Linked DNA regions of Zea mays: region 2 is linked to region 1. A link is a contact called in public Hi-C data. All regions are on one chromosome and are shown on one strand. Each heading gives the region's core, a stretch centred on a gene start, on an enhancer-like site or on the middle of the called end of the contact. The rest is flanking DNA. Distances are from core to core; before and after follow the strand shown.

Region 1 (5,874 bases), core at 2,441-4,940:
GCTCAGATTTTAAGCAAAAGAGAAGGGTATATTTTGGTGTATTACAACCTAAGAGGATACAATGACACTGGACAGCTTCTTATTAACACAGGAAGATAAATCTATTGCTTTCATAGTTTCATTAATAACTGAGACTGTTTCCTCCATAATCCACAGGAAGATAAATCTATTGCTTTCATTAACAAAACATTCTCCTACGCCTGTATACCTGGCAAACAGCACACCAAAAATTCAAACCCCAAAAATTGGTCAACCCATATTACTAAAGTGCCTACATTTTTCATTTACTTGACATCATTGTCTTTTAACTGTTAATTCTTGATTAACTGCCAGAGAAACTAATATATTTAAACACAGATTGGTAGCAAAGTATTTTTTATTACATGTCTACTATGCCACTTCTTTGCTACATAAATAAATACTCCAAACAATTATCACTGGACACAAAACCAAGATCAGTGATCAGTCAAAGTCAAACGAACAATATCAAGCAAACGAAAATGGATGGGAGCATGTATACAACTGATTCTCAAGAGCTGTCCCCCCTACCTCCCTATCCTAACTCCACAATCAACTTCTACTCTTTATGTATGAACGACAAAGAGGGTAAGATAATAGGGATAGCTCCTTGAAATTGAAAAATGAGACCTAGGTTTCATGCCTCCTTAGCAAGATACCATTATTTTCTCGTATTCTCAAATGATTCCTCAACACAAATCTCACTATCAGAAATGCTGAATCAGCCTTCTTTCTAAGCCTTCATTGTGCAATTATCTCTTATGATGTACATGGATTCTTGTGTGGGAAAGTAACTAAACTCAGGCCAATTACAACTTAGGAGCGACTCCTATTGCTAATTCCAATTCGACAGAGAAGCAGGTTTCACTGTCGATAAATAAAACAGTATAACAATAACAAAACGTTGAGATAAAGCACAGTACTACATCACATATCTCCTGTCCAAGTTTGACATTAGTATTTCTTCATCAGCAACATGATCATAATACACCAGATTATCAGCAAAATAACACACAACTAAACTTCCTGTTAACATGATACAACATGTGTTAAATCACGGCAACTTGCTGTCATAATCATGTGAGGCCATTATCATGTTACTAATGTGCTGCAACATCATTAATGGGCAGTTGAAAATCAATCACTCAATCACATAGAATCAAACTAGAACAAGAGAGAAAGGAATTAAGGAACTAGTCTGCAAGTGGCATCATCTTAATACTGTAATATGTTTTTCCCGGGTGAACAGTTTAGCTAAACTAAGGCCCATTAGAGGCAACCAGCTACAAACTGCTGCTTCTATCGGAAAGGGAACCTCTGAATCTCCTTATAATATTCAGAGTAACCCTTATACTGGGGGACAGGGATCTCGTCAACATGCAATATCAAGAGCATAAATAAAGTTGAGATAAAGCTTGGGACAACGATGCTTCTCTCTCATTTCAATTTATATTTTCATTGAATCATCAGCAACATGACCATGATATCACAACACGTTATCAGCACGATAACGGCCTCACATCGACTTACCAGTAAGTGGTAGGTCAAACATGTTAGATGGAGGCAGCCACTAGGACGCCTATGTGAGACCATTTTCACTTTGTAACATGTTGCAACGTTAGGGCTGGGTTGAAAAATGGTCAAGAAAAATATTAAATTGGAACAAGAGAAATCGGTACCAATCCAACCTCAATTTTGTTGTGCAATTTGCCCATTTTAATGTTGTGCCACGGGTTTAACTAAACAAAAACTCATAGGGATGCAATTGGTTCCATATACTGCTTATTCATGTACCCACTGAAGTTCTCCAACACCTGACATCAAAGAGCCTCATTATACTTCTAGTATCAAATTCACAATATAGCTGAGAGACATTTTAGGACTAAAACACATTTCTCTTCTCCCAATTTAATATCCATTTTATCATTGGTAATACAACCGCGAGTCCAACAACATGTCTTCAGCACAATAGTGCTCATGTAAGCTTGTTGGTAACATGATGCAGAACATGTTAGACCAAGGCAAGTTACCATGTAGCCTGAACGAGATCATCTACTCATAACGTGTTGCAATACCATGATAGAATTGCCAAATATCAGTTGTACGCAATCATATAAACATTATTAAACTGACACAAGAGACAAGTGCAAAATAACATCCTTTAGTGTCCATAAATACAGTGGCGGACGCAGGACCAAAATTCATAGAGGGCCAAGAAGACTGCATGACAAAATCAAATAAGACCGTAAAAAAACTACTTTTGCATTAAATTCAGGTTTCATATCAATACAAGATAGAAGTTTAAAGAAGAAAACTATATGAACAATCCTTTCATATTTGATCTATTATCATATTGTTGGCTCATACTATCTATTTTAAGGCTAACAGTTTATTTTATAAAATATCAAACAATCCTTATCCTATTGTATTATTTATATTCAGAAAACTAAAAAATTTGGGGCCAAAAATTTGGATGCCCTGTGCTATTGCCCATTTATGCTGCACAGTAGACGAGCTTGCAAGTGCCGTACTGTCGTGACGACGATAAGCAGGGCGGGGCGCCAGGAAGGGGGCATCCGAACGGACTGGCTTGAGAAGCGTCAGAATGAATGAGGACGGCTGGATACATGCAAGGACTAGGTTGGGGAGGAGGACGAGATCGGATGGACTAGATAGATTCGACGATAAGGTCAAGAACAGGACTGTTTTAACTCACGCAAAACTTTTTTTTTCTATACTTAACAGTAGATGTACATTAGGTATAAGAGATTATAGATAATTGAGGGGGGGGGGGGGGGGGGCATGGCCTACTTTGCCCCCCTACACCTATGGATCCTCCCCTGCATAAATAATATGTGACTAAATTAAAGTACTAGACCTAGGAAGCCAATTGCCCCATACGGAACCTTAGTTTAGGCAATATCTATCCAGTAGCAAAGCAAAAACAATCTGAGCAGATTTCAGGTTCAACTTGGATCGGCTATATCCAAGATCTATATGGCAAAGTCCTGATCCAAACAGCTATTCATCATAAATAACGAGAAAACCTAGTAGGAGCACTGCATCGACCACTCTAGAATCTGGATCCAACCAACTCACCTAACTTATCGACAATTTGAGTAGTTTCAGCAACACATCTCCATAATCAATTGATGATGACCAGAAAAGAGTAGATTTGCCCACCCAGCACATCAAACCCCGACACCGGATGGAGAACACGGGCGCTTACGGATGAAGGGCAGGACGGCGAGCACGAGCGCGAGGCCCGGGGAGTCGGAGAGCGTGGCGTTGAGGGTGGGGTGGAGAACGGTGAGGGCGGAGACGGCGGTGGTGAGGAGCAGCTGCGCAGCGAGGATGCCGTAGACCTTGCGGACGAAGCCCCATCGGAGGGCGCTCTCCCCGCGCGAGATCCCCGGGTACAGCGTCTCCCCGGTCCCGGCCTCCAGGTCCACCACCGACGCCTCCACCTTCTCCTTCATCTCCGGCGCGCGGCGGTACCCCGCCGGCGCGAGGGGCTGCATCTCCGCCACCGATGCCATCTCTCTCTCCGACGGGGGTTGGGTGCGGTGCGGTGCGGGGAAGGGGAAATGCGGATTCTTCGCGCGAGACGCGGTTTGCGCGTAGCTGTGTACCTCCGTGGGGAGACTTTGTTGAGAGGCGGTTGGGGATTTTGTAGATTTGCTACGAGCACTTGTGAATCCTGCCAAACTTGTCCTCGGCCACTGAAAAGTAGGGCCAAATCGGGCGGAGGTGGGCGGAGCACTCAAACAAAAGCTCGTGCACTACGCGAGCCTAGGTAAGTTCCGTGCTCACAAATTATTATTTTTCTCATGAGAGAATAAAAACATCGACATGAAAAATGCTCTTGTAGCTGTAGTTGACCTTTGCATAAGTACTACTCCCTTCTGATTAAAGAAAGATGTGTCGCTTTGATCTCCTCCATATAGTTCAGATTAGTTCTTACCTATCAGAAACTTTTTGAACTTTGGTTTGGTCATATTGATAATATGTCAATATAAGATGATACCACGCTCCCGGTATTTTTTCCATAATAAATGGTTGGTCAAAACTCATTTTTCAAACCGCGTCAAAGATTTTACCTTTCTTATATGCTTATTTTTCATATGGTATCCAGTTCAGGGGTGTATACTAGCCTCTGGCCACCCAGCCTTGGCCCCGCGCTTAGCCCTAGAAAACTCTTATTCACCTCTCAATTTTTTGGCCCAACCGTCTCTTCTAACAGCCCATAGATCGACTAGTACGATCACATCTCCCGGCTGGTTTCGCCCCTGATCTAGTTTACTTTTTATGGCTAGTTTTTACTATGCATTTCATTTTGAACTAGGTGAATGCTCGTGTGTTGCAACGGAGACATAATATCATGGTAACTTATGTACATCTAGATAGTGTTAGGTAATACTTGAAAACAAACGATATATATATTATCTTCGATCTTAGTATCTTATAGGTATGTGCCCGTGCATTGCAACAAAACATAAATTTACATAAATTAACGAGCCTCTAATGGCTCAGAGCTCTAGTGACAGGCGATGCGAGCGCAATGGTAATGGAAACCCTCATGGGGAACAGTGTCTTGCAGAGGAGCGCGAGTCCGAGTGAGCCACCACTTGACGCCTTGAGCTCCATCGTCCTGTTGTGAGGATGCATTTGCCACGAGCTCCCTATATAAAACGGGTTGTTCAGATCATAATAACTAAAATAATAGCGTGCCAAAACTTTTACTGCTACGATTAAAGACTCAGACAATAATGAGAAAGCTAACAAATATCCTTATCTAATTGCCTCATTCTTCCATGTCAACATACGGAGGAGAATAGAATTGGTGTAATTGGATGAATGTATTGCATTGAGCCCTTTAGACAGTTTATATAGCATTACTTAGAAGATAAGACAACCCACGAATACATATGTCAAACTATGAGACACAACATCTAAACTACCAAATATTAACACATATGGCAGTCTACGAGACACAATATCTAAACTACCAAATATACTCTAACAATATACACGATGTACAGGATGACGATCCCCTTCAAATATGGTTTCTCATACATGGATGGTATATATGTAGACTCTGATCCAGGATAATAACATGTTTATTTTTGTAAAATCCGGACAGGAGGAAAGTCAAATGCTTTTGATGTTCCTTCCAAACAACTTTTGGAAGATAAATCAGGCAATCGGCAATATACAATAAAAACATGCTTAAATTATGAAAAGGAAGCCAAACAAATGTTAAAGTTACCTCGGCACAAGCTTTTGGAAGAACAAGGCGCCCTATGCGGCCTGCATCACTCGCACTCAGGACCTTCTCGAACAATGGAACGACTGTGGAATTTGAAATTGCAAAATATAGTCAAGGAAGATAAAAGAAAAACTATATCTGTTACACAAGAAATTTATGCACCATATTATACGTGTTTAAGCCTAATGAGCTATTCTAGAGCCTTGATGTATAAGTTACTAAATGTCTGAGATCAATGTCACCATGAAGTTGACGATTTCAAATGTATGGAGACCTTATCAAGGATACTCTCCAGATATTTGTTGCAGCTCTTGGTCTGTTATTCTTGGCCAATACCGAGGAAGTAATTGATTGCGACCCCTTCCTTCAGCAGGTGGTCTAGCAACACGAAGATGCGGAAACATGTCTCTAGTTGGATCAAAAGTTGCACCCTCACCAACCCTTGGTGGTCTGGTCGGGAAATGCCGAGCCCTTTGTGGGGGGACAGTGCAGTGGCAAGATCTCTTCCTTCAGCAATGGCTGTCGTTGGCGATAGCATAGGTCTTTCCGCTGTTGAAGTAGCCTCCATCCTGTTTCCATTGTTTGCA
Region 2 (6,185 bases), core at 617-3,116, 330 kb after region 1:
TACTGAGCTACTACACAAATGACTTCGCTGTTCACTAAACAGCCATTTAGCCCATTTAAACACTATTTAGACGCCACACAATGGCTACTCGTGTCCATTAATCAGACACTTATCCTGTTTAAGTGCCCATTTAGACCATTTAAACTGTCATTTAGCTCAAATAAAACAGCTAAAACATAGGTGACCAACTCCTTAATGTTTAAGATATGGGTGAACACTGACCTAAACTGTACTCTCCGACCTTTTCACTTCAGAGAAAATGTCCATTCCAGCAATTTACTACCTTCTAAGGGCAAGTTTGGAAGCACGGCAATCTATCCAAAACCCATGTAAATTAAAGACCACAATTCTTTTCCAGCCTAAGATGGAAATTGCTGCTTGGATGACCGGTGAGCTCACTAAAACTACACCTGTTTTGGGCTAAAACCATCAGGGGGAAAAAACATGAATGGAGATCCAGGAAAAAAACGAGAAACATCAGGCTCCTCCAGTGCATCTCGCATGTTTGTCTCAGCAGCTGCGATCGCAGCCCGGTTCCCCGAGTGCCGTCTCAACAATGGCGCCCAGCTCTGCGTCCTTCTGCAGCAGTGCTGTTACCAACATGCTCGCCGAGGCACCTGCCAGGGAGGACGCATCGGCCATGCTGAGCGACAGCGGGAGCAGCGGGTTGGCAGTGGTGTCATCGGACATGGTGAGGAGCATCCCCAGCTATGGGCTCTTGGTGTAAAGGCAAAGTTGTCGGTGTTGGTCCTTGCGGCTTCGAGGTTGTCATTACAGGTGAAAAACAGTATGATGCTTCCAAACATAACCTAACTAGTTAAACTGAATTCATGGTCAACTCACTTAAAGCTGCCTCCATTAATTGCCACTGGAATTTCGGAAGTACAAGAACATAAGATCTAGCTCACTAGATTACTCAACCTCCTACTGCAAAATGGCATTATTGAGTACACGGTTGCAAGGGTAACAATCAACATATTCTAGTAATTTATAACTTTTCCTATCCAGTGGGCAGTGGTTAATGATCAATTCAATTGAAGAGCCAGGAATTGCCACCAGAACGATGAATCGAATGGAATAGAGGAAGTGCGTCCAGGCATTACTCAAACCTACTACTGCAGAATGCTACAATTGAGTATATCATTGCAAGCAAGCACAGCACTGAAGTTAGCAAACCCCAGCGCCCACAGTCATCTGCACTAGCAGCGTAAATAAGAAAAAAGAGATATTTGAAGAAATGGAGGCAGGGGCGGGGCAGTGGACCTGATCCTTCTCGTCCTCTGCCTGGGAGGAGATGGATGCGGCGACGGAGGCGCCGGCCGAGCGCACGCTGGACGCGACGGAGCCGGCGTTGGAGGTCACCGTCTTGAGGCAGGACGATATGATCCGCAGCGAACTCGGCAGCAACCCATTCCTTGCCCCCTTCCCCCGCCTCATCCCTCCCCGCCGCTCCCTCACCTCCTCTCCCTGCCCCAGCCCGGAGACCAGCACAAGCACCCGCTCCGAGTCCAACTTCCCCGCCGCCACCGCTCCTACAACCCCCGCCCCGCAATCCCGCCGCTGCCCATCCACGATCGCCGCCTCCGGGGCTGGCGAAAGCCAGTACCATCCGAGTGCCGCCGCCCCTCACTGCCTCCGATCCCCGCTGCCGCCGCAATCCGCAGACTCAGCTGGCCACCATATCCCTCCTCCCCTCGCACACCTCTTCCTCGCCGCTCGTCGTCCCTTCCCCTCCGACGCCGACCAGAACCGAAATTCAACAACTCCCTGGGCCCTGGCTTCCTTCACCCTTTTCCCTTCTCTCTCCTCGCTGTTGCTTTCGTGTGCCTATCTCCCTCCCTCGCCCTTAAATAATCCCAAGAAATCCCACCCGGTTTGCCTCTCCCCACCCGGCTTCGCGTCCCCGGAGCAAACTCTCTTCCACCCAGGGCCCACTGCCTATCCGCGAGTGCACGAGGCTTTCCTCGGGTGCCCGTGGCGAGGGCACGGGGAGTGAGCTTTGCACGCAAGGGGAATACGAGGGGATAGATCCCTTGCCAAGCGGGTTTCCTCCGCCGCTGCGACCTACTCCTATACGCTGTCCCCGTGAAGTTCGGCGCCCTCTCGGCCCGGGCTTGCCTTCCAAGCCGCGCGCGGCTGCCGAGAAAACTGCGCGGCGCACGGGCCGAATTTTTTTTTTGTATTTTAGCCCTTAAACAGAAGTAAAATCACGTTTAGACCTAAAAAAATTTTAAATACAGTTTTGGCCCCTTAGCTCGGCGACATAGCATGTGGCGCCGAGCTAACACAGCTCGGCGCCACAGCCTATGGCGCCGAGCTGTGACGTGGCAGCAACGGCTAGTTTCGTCCAGGATTGACCTGGCTCTGACGTGGTGGCGGCGCGGCCTCGTAGCTCGGTGCCACAGATCTTGGCGCCGAGCTACGAATTCCTATAAAAACGCCCGCGCGGCTGGCCGAGAGCAGCTCATTTCATCCCATTTTCAAACTTCGCCAAAATTTGATGGATTCAAATATTTGAGTTGGTTCACTTCGTAGACCAAGGTATGATTTCCAACTGATTCGTTTTGTATATTGGGTTGTTAGTTTAATAATTTGTATACACCTATTATATTATCATTTCGATTATTAGTTTGTGTAAACTTATTATAAAGCATAATAGGTACAAGTGATAATTATAATCGTTTATTAGATAAAAGACATGTACCGAGAGGCGTTGTGGCAGAAGAGAGGTCGTCCTCGGGAGTTATATCCGGACGTATCTAGTAAGGATGCTCCTGTTCCTCCTGAACTCCCCGTGCCTGAGAGCACCTAGAGGGGGGGTGAATAGGTGATCCTGTAAAAACTTAACTTATAGCCACAAAAACTTGTTAGAGGTTAGCACAATAATTGCCAAGTGGCTAAAGAGAAGATCTTGCACAATACGACAATCACAGAGAATTCAACACAGAGGAGACACGGTGATTTATCCCGTGGTTCGGCCAAGTACAAAACTTGCCTACTCCACGTTGTGGCGTCCCAACGGACGAGGGTTGCAATCAACCCCTCTCAAGCGGTCCAAAGACCCACTTGAATACCACAGTATTTTGCCTTGCTTATCTTTATCCCACTTGCGAGGAATCTCCACAAATTGGAGTCTCTCGCCCTTACACTTAAGATTCACAAAGAAGCACGGAGTAAGGGAGGGAAGCAACACACACAAATCCACAGCGAAACGCGCACACACACAGCCAAGATTCGAGGTCAAAGACTATCTCACAGTTTCTCACAAGAACAGAGCTCGAATCACTTAGAATCACAAACGGATGCGCAAAGACTGAGTGTGGATGATCAAGTATGCTCAAGAGTTGCTTAGTGTTCTCCTCCATGCGCCTAGGGGTCCCTTTTATAGCCCCAAGGCAGCTAGGAGCCGTTGAGAACAAATCTGGAAGGCCATCTTTGCCTTCTGTCGTCGGGCGCACCGGACAGTCCGGTGCACACCGGACACTGTCCGGTGCCCGATTTATTTCCTTAAACAGCACAGCCGACCGTTGCCGACCGTTGCAGATCTGGCGCACCGGACAGTCCGGTGCACACCGGACAGTCCGGTGCTTCCTTCCGACCGTTGGCCAGACCACGTGTCGCGCGCAGATTCCGCGGCCGACCGTTGGCTCGGCCGACCGTTGACTCACCGGACAGTCCGGTGCACACCGGACAGTCCGGTGAATTTTAGCCGTACGCCGTCAGCAAATTCCCGAGAGCGGGCTCTTCGGCCGAGGGAGCCTGGCGCACCGGACACTGTCCGGTGCACCACCGGACACTGTCCGGTGCACCACCGGACAGTCCGGTGCCCCAGACCGAAACAGTCCCTTGGCTGTACACAGCCAAGTCTTCTCTTATCTTCTTCTATCTGTTTCTAACACTTAGACAAATATATTAGTACACAAAACCAATGTACTAAGACTAAGAAACATACCTTTGTTGTAGATTTGCACTTTGTTCATTCATGGGCATTGGTTCACATCTAAGCACTTGTGTTGACACTTAATCACCAAAATACTTAGAAATGGCCCAAGGGCACATTTCCCTTTCAATCTCCCCCTTTTTGGTGATTTATGCCAACACAACATAAAGCAACTAGAACAAGTGCAAAATCACTTCAAATAAAAACTCAAATTGGTTTTGATTCAATTTTGGCATATATGGATCATCCTTTGCCACCACTTGGTTTGTTTTTGCAAATCAAACTCAAATCTCTATTTCTATGTCAAACACACATGTTGAGGCATAAAGAGAGTCATTCCAAAAGAGATTGATCAAGGATTTTAAAAACTCCCCCTATTTCCCATAATCAACACTTCTCCCCACAAGAAGCCAACTTTTGACAATAGAGACAATAAGAGACAATAAAAGCTTTTGACAAAACAAAAACTCACAAAAACTTTATTCTACTATTTTCAAAATCTCTCAAGTGGTAGCTGATCCATTTATTACTTTGGCCTTTATTTTCTCCCCCTTTGGCATCAAGCACCAAAACGGGATCAATTTTGGCCTTTTAACCCCATTGCCTCACCAAAGTCTTCAATTAAGAGCAAATGGCAATAAGATTTCATGAGATGAACTTGGAATTAGTTACCCTCTCATCGGAGTGCAGTGGAAGTCTTTCATGGTCCAAGTCCACCTTTTCCCTTTCAATCCTCCTTCGAGACTAAATTATCAAACTCAAGCACATGGTTAGTCTCAAAGGGTCAAGTTGTAACACATCTCCCCCTAAACATGTGCATCACTTTGCAACGGACTTGTGAGGTCCAGGGAGTGTTTGTACAACTTGAGCACCATAATAAGCAACAAAATGCAAAAAGGAACATGATCAAAAGCATAAGTACATGTATGCTACAATTCAATCCAGATTCCGCGAATCTATGACATTTAGCTCACTACGCAACTTGCAAAAGGTCTTCTCATCTAGAGGCTTAGTGAAGATATCGGCTAGCTGGTTCTCGGTGCTAACATGAAACACTTCGATATCTCCCTTTTGCTGGTGGTCTCTCAAAAAGTGATGCCGGATGTCTATGTGCTTTGTGCGGCTGTGCTCAACAGGATTCTCCGCCATGCGGATAGCACTCTCATTGTCACATAGGAGTGGGACTTTGCTCAGATTGTAGCCAAAGTCCCGAAGGGTTTGCCTCATCCAAAGTAGTTGCGCGCAACATTGACCTGCGGCAACGTACTCGGCCTCAGCGGTGGATAGGGCAACGGATGTTTGTTTCTTAGAGTTCCATGACACCAGGGACCTTCCTAAGAATTGGCACGTCCCCGATGTACTCTTCCTATCGACCTTACATCCAGCATAGTCGGAATCTGAGTATCCAACTAAGTCAAAGGTAGACCCCTTTGGATACCAGAGCCCGAAGCAAGGCGTAGCAACCAAATATCTAAGAATTCGCTTCACCGCCACTAAGTGACACTCCTTAGGATCGGATTGAAATCTAGCACACATGCATACGCTAAGCATAATATCCGGTCTACTAGCACATAAGTAAAGCAAAGAACCTATCATTGACCGGTATGCTTTTTGATCAACGGACTTACCTCCTTTGTTGAGGTCGGTGTGTCCGTCGGTCCCCATCGGAGTCTTTGCGGGCTTGGCGTCCTTCATCCCAAACCGCTTTAGCAGATCTTGCGTGTACTTCGTTTGGGAGATGAAGGTGCCGTCCTTGAGTTGCTTCACTTGGAACCCAAGGAAGTAGTTCAACTCGCCCATCATCGACATCTCGAATTTCTGCGTCATCACCCTGCTAAACTCTTCACAAGACTTTTGGTTAGTAGAACCAAATATTATGTCATCGACATAAATTTGGCACACAAACAAATCACCATCACATGTCTTTGTAAAAAGAGTTGGATCGGCTTTCCCAACCTTGAAAGCATTAGCAATTAAAAAGTCTCTGAGGCATTCTGTCGGCGTTTCGAGACAGGGGGGTCCCTAAGCCGACGAGTGAGTGTGCTGCGTGCCCCAGCCCAGATGGGTCGAGCGCGTGGGCGAGCGCGGAGGGGGGAGAGGCGAGGCGGCCGGAGCCGAGCGTGAGAGAGGTGGAAGTCCCGCGGCCTTCGTGTTCGTCCCGCGCCCAGGTCAGGTGCGCTTGCAGTAGGGGGGTTACAAGCGTCCACGCGGGTGAGGGAAGCGAGCGGCCCCAAGAGAGCGCCTG

The links. Hi-C and Micro-C count contacts between places; a contact is called where the count stands out from the background.
Region 2: a Hi-C map of tassel shows a contact between it and region 1, with 1.9 times the contacts expected there. The contact joins the promoter of LOC103630344 here to the promoter of LOC100283267 in region 1. A contact is called at or near these places in 2 of 25 Hi-C or Micro-C datasets (ear and tassel).

What each region holds. Positions count from the first base shown.
Region 1 is chr6:156,450,208-156,456,081 of Zm-B73-REFERENCE-NAM-5.0, forward strand. It overlaps LOC100283267 (transmembrane BAX inhibitor motif-containing protein 4), which reads right to left and starts at 3,691. Exons shown (of 4, transcript NM_001156405.2): 1 at 3,248-3,691. The coding sequence starts at 3,557. It also overlaps the pseudogene LOC100381762.
Region 2 is chr6:156,781,511-156,787,695 of Zm-B73-REFERENCE-NAM-5.0, forward strand. It overlaps LOC103630344 (autophagy-related protein 18h), which reads right to left and starts at 1,867. Exons shown (of 9, transcript XM_008651404.4): 1 at 1,264-1,867. The coding sequence starts at 1,437.